Regions from separate parts of the Gossypium hirsutum genome. Here region 1 is linked to region 2. Evidence: chromatin contacts called from public Hi-C data. All regions are on one chromosome and are shown on one strand. The core of a region is the stretch at or near the end of the contact, and the rest is flanking DNA. Distances in the headings are between cores, read along the strand shown. Region 1 holds the start of LOC107945954 (heavy metal-associated isoprenylated plant protein 39). Region 2 holds the start of LOC107945658.

The links. Hi-C and Micro-C count contacts between places; a contact is called where the count stands out from the background.
Region 1: a Hi-C map of leaf shows a contact between it and region 2, with 1.7 times the contacts expected there. The contact joins the promoter of LOC107945954 here to the promoter of LOC107945658 in region 2. A contact is called at or near these places in 2 of 34 Hi-C or Micro-C datasets (callus and leaf).

Annotation. Positions count from the first base shown.
Region 1 is chrD12:40,068,238-40,070,937 of Gossypium_hirsutum_v2.1, reverse strand. LOC107945954 (heavy metal-associated isoprenylated plant protein 39) reads left to right here and starts at 1,335. Exons shown (of 3, transcript XM_016880126.2): 1 at 1,335-1,756; 2 at 2,009-2,084; 3 at 2,619-2,700. The coding sequence starts at 1,751.
Region 2 is chrD12:39,850,124-39,852,823 of Gossypium_hirsutum_v2.1, reverse strand. It overlaps LOC107945658, which reads left to right and starts at 1,418. Exons shown (of 5, transcript XM_016879738.2): 1 at 1,418-1,959. The coding sequence starts at 1,782.

The sequences.
Region 1 (2,700 bases), core at 86-2,585, 220 kb before region 2:
ACTAAAAATAATTAGATTCTAAAAAAATGTTGATGAAATAAATATGAATTTCAAATATTTTTTTCCTGAATAAAAAAATGCACGAAACTATGCCGTTTTAATTAATGAGATAATTGTTATGATTTAATAAAAAAAATGTAATAAAATATGAGCTGCCTTCATTGCGAAAACCCGCAGGTGTGCGGACGTAGAAATTTGACCGGTGGGGGCCACGCTCCCACTGAAATGCCCAAATCGGCGACTTTCCGTGCAGTCGGTTATTGAAATTATCAATGTCAAAAGCGAGAAGTTAGTTGCACGCGCCACAATCTGCGGTGCACAAAAAAATTCACACCTTCGCAGTAAAATAAATATCTTTGTACACACCTGGGTGGGATCCACTTCCATAAATTACCTGCACACTCAATGAGTTATATTTTTTAGGTATATTTTAATTTTTCGTCCATTTTATATTGAATTAATTTTAATTTTACTCAATGAAATATTATTATTTTAACATTTTAAAAATCAGATTAATAATCAAGTTATCGATTTTTAATTTGACCAATTCGACCATCAGTCTAATAATAATTAAATTAAATTATTACAAATTTATAAATTAATTTTTGAAAGATTTACTTAAAAACTGATATCAATCCCAGTATATTGAATTATTCTTTATCCAAACTATTGTTACGATTTCAACAACATTATGATTTATATTATACTTATATCAATAATTAAAACTACAATTATTCCTCTTTAAAAAATTAGAAATTTTATTTTACAGCAATAATATATATTTAAAAATATAAATATAAAAATAAAAACAAAAATAATAGCTTGCCAAATATTCCAATATATCTTTTTTGACTTCCGGCGTCAATAATTAATATTATGATCCACTTACGAAATTGAAAAAATGTCGGTTGTCAAATTTGTGCTATTTATGAAATTTTAATTAATAAGCTGACGTAAGCTTGAAAGTAATATAATTCTGTTTAAATTTTTTTATGGATTGAGTTTTAGTTTGATTAGTACAAATATTATCGTTAATATAAAAAAATATAAGTCTGAATACGTTAAAGCGCATTATCCTCCTATCTACGAGTTAGATAGGAATTACGGGTAGTCCTAAGTATTCTCATAAAAAAAATAAATATTATCAGATACAAACTAATCGAACTGTATTAAAAATTGGATCGAAAATATGTTTGAGTATATTAATAACAACCATTAAAAAACGTTTCAAGAATAAAAATAGAAAAAAGAGTGAACCTTAAATATTAGTATTATTATTATTATAAATTCAAAAATAAATAAAAGACGAGGCAATGGTATGGTTACAACGCAACTTTCAATAGCGCGGAGATGACTTGTACAAATTATACATGTTTTTTTACTGCTTTTTTCAATGCTTCATCATCATCTTCCTTCATCACTCTCTTATAAACTCTCTCATCCATGGCCACTTGTTTTCACTCCCTTCCATTTTAGTCTCATTATTCACTGCTCTCTCTTTCTCTCTTCTTTTCTTTCCTCTACTTTAAATTTTTTTTTTAAATCAGTCCAAAAATCTTTCCATATTTTTCAGAAAAACCAAGCAACATCCCATTACGTCTTCAATCCAATCTCTTCCTCTTCCACAATTTTCCCTTTGCCTTTTTATCTTTCTTTTTCTGTTTTTTGTACACATTCTCTCAATTCCTCTCTGGGTTTCTTTTTGGATTTAAAATCTCTGCAAATTCCCTTGAGAAGGGTGTAAGCAGAAATGAAGGTATGGTTCCTTTTGGGATTTTTTTTTCTTTCTGTTTATGACTTTAATTATTTGTTTTCCTTTTCTGGGTTTTGATTCTGAGGGAATCTTGTTGACGGGTTTGTTCTTAGATTCAATTTTGATTCTTCTTTTATACTGATTCCTAAGAATCAAATAGACCGATTTCAATTTTTTTTCATGTTCATCTTGTAATTTGAACAAAAAAAATTATTAATTATGATTCTGAAACAGATCTCTTGTTTTTTATTGCAGAAGGTAGTGTTGAAGCTGGATTTGCATGATGATAAAGCCAAACAAAAGGCTTTAAAAACAGTCTCAACTCTTTCAGGTACTTCTTTATATATTTTAAAGCATGAAATCTTTGTAACAATTGCTACATGTGTAAAAAGTTTTTACCCTTTTTTCTTTCTTTCTTTCTATTAGAGGCCCTTTTTTTGAGAAGTTTATCAAATTTGGTGGTGAAAATCTATAATTTTCCTAATTCAATTTCTATACAAAACAGAGATTTTTAACATAAACTAACTGATGTGACACTGCATAAAGAAATTTTCTTATATAAAAAAGATTATAATTAAGTATTTAGTTGATTGCTGCCCAAATGTTCTTTTTTAATATTAAACAAGGAAAATGATGGGACTGCTTTATGTATTTGTATGATTTTGAAAGTTTAAACCTTGGTTGATTTGGTTCGGGATATGAATCAGCGTTAAATTAGGGTTTTAATGTGATTACTGAATAAGAGTGATTTGTTTTTTAACTCAAGGTGAAAGCAATAGTAAAATGATTACTTGTCATATCATATCATATTATTCTTTCTTTTGATCTGGCCTCGTGATTAATGTTTCTTTTCTATGATATATAGGAATTGATTCCATTGCCATGGACATGAAAGCAAAGCAATTAACAGTGATAGGAACAGTTGACCCTGTGACTGTGGTAAGCAA
Region 2 (2,700 bases), core at 169-2,668:
GATACATATGCATGTGATAGGATTTCTAATATTTATAACAGTAAAGTAGTTTGTAAATATGAGTGCACTTATTATATAGACAGCTTGGATATAGTGTGTTAAAAAAAACATGTGAATAAAATTTAGGGTAAATTACACTAATAGTCACTCAATTATTAATAAATTTCTTTTTAGTCTCCTAACTATAAAAAATTTGACCATTAATTTTTTATTTTATCAGTTCAATTGAATAAATTATTAAAAATTTAAAAAAATTAAAAACATAAAAAATCAATTTAACTTTCTAATTTGATCGAGAGTCTACAAACTTAACCTCTTATTATTAACTGGTACTCTAATAAATTTTTTATCTAACCGATTAAATCGATCTAATTTCGAAATCAATCCGGTTATCCAGATTGATTGCGGATTAATAAATAAGGTATAAAAAGATTTTGTTTTTTTTCTTAAGACAAAATTAATCCGTTGGAAAACGACAAGACACACCTGGGATTCTTCACGCCAGCTCATCAATTTCAGGTCCCTGTTTTTTTCCCCAAACGGCGCAAAGCCTTTCAATATCGTCAAACCAATCAATGCTGGTGGTGGGGCCCCTACTCTTTCCCGTCACTACATGACATGGTGTTAGTTCCCAGCATTTATGCCTTAAATCCACTCCACGTCGTCGTATCTCACTTGCCCATACACGGGGCATACTTTAACCGCTTTACCTGTCGGCATAAAATTATTTCCCTTCAATTAAATTTTTAGATTTAAAAAAGAAAAACCATCACGAATTTATTAGTTTTTTTATATTAATTTTAGATTTTTTATGGTTAATTTTTAAATAAAAAATATAATGATAAATTTAATTTCTATGTTTATTTTTCTTTCATTTTAGCTTTAATTCTCTTTCCCGGATCAATTTAATGGTAGATTTTAAAATTTAGTTAAATTATTTTTTTAAACGAGAAATTAATAAAATTATTAAAATTTTAACAGTTTTAATGTGACAACTCATGTGACAGACTTCATTGATAATGTGAATTTTTTTTAAATTATAAATTTTTGTAAACTTTTTAAAATTTTATGAAGTATAAGTGGTTATCACACCAACAACCATATCATTATCCTTAAAAATTTAACGATTTAGTCAATTCTTTTACAGAAAAAATATTAAAATTTAAAAATTAAAACCCAAAATAACAAAAAATATATAAAATACAATATTTTATACTTTTTTAAAATATTTATTTTTAAATCATAAAAAAATTAAAATTAACTATAACTTTTTTCTTTTTGGCCACAATGTCTCTCTCTAACCCATAAATAAGAGGATAACATACTTCAACACACCCGAACTTACGCCCTCTTAAATTAACAATAATATCCATACGAACTAAATTAAAACTCAACCAGTAAAATTAACTCTAACATTGGATTTGGAGGAAAGAAACCGACCACGGATTCTAATAAAATTTTATTTCTGGATATCGTTTTTTTTTCTTCAGTCCCACCTATACTTACACTCTACAACACATTTGTCTCTTTTCAGAACATACCAACCGTTGGATGGAATAAATCGAAGATAAGTATCCAAAATCAACGGCAAATGGATCACTATTTGCGCACTTTGTGCAGTATATAAAACTGCATACTGATATTAAATGAATTTATATCATTTAAAGCTAACGTTACTAAATATTATAGAGATAATTGAAAATTTTCTAGACTTATCCATTACCAAATTATTATCATTTTTCTTTTTCCTTTCACAAATTGTACACCTATAAGCTTTAATTATGGCGGAGGAAACGAAGAAGGAGGTTGCGGCTGAAACGCCCGTGGCTCCGACGCCGGCAGTGGAAGCTCCAACGCCGGTAGCGGAGGATCTCAAAGCTGATTCCAAGAAAACAACCGTAGCTCCACCGCCAGCTGAGGAAAAATCCGATGAATCGAAGGCTCTTGCCGTCGTTGAGAGTAAGCTTTGTTCGCCATCGCCACTCATCTTTTTTATGATTAAACGTTTTTCTTTCAATTTTATATATTATAATAACGATACTTTTCATATAATCCAAAATTCCATCATCTTTTTAGTTCATTAAATGTGTAATCAATTTAAATTATCTTTAAAAAACAGAGCTTAAGACTGTTTAGTATGAAGTTATACATTGAATCGCTTTCTCTAGTGTCAATTTAATTCAAATTGAGACAAAATGTTAGTCAATTTCTTCTTAGTTACAATTAAAATAGCTATCAGATCGCTTCGTTGTAAATTTTGAATTTTGAAATTGAGAGTCAACATAGCTCGGCTCGTTAGTGATTAGTAAGGGTGAAACAAGTTGAGTCGAGCTCCGATACTAGTAAGCTCGAAATAGGGACGAAGGTAAAAAATTTGTTGGAAGTAGGAATTAAATTTCATATTTTTATAAAAATTAAAATGCATTTTGTTATTTTAATAACTTATATCTTTTGAATATTTTAAAAAATTAAATTAAAATTTTATTATTTCAGTGAAAGGTGTAATTTTACCATGTACTAATTCAAATTTTAGGTAGTCAAAGCCCCTACCAGCCACCTTAGTGTCGCCCCAAGCTCGAACTCAATTGAACATCTATTTTAAAACTCAAGTTCGGCTCAAAATATTATTAAGCTAGACTTGATAATTAAACTTAGGGTTAATAATATATATTAAGACTCAATTTAATAATATAAAAATAT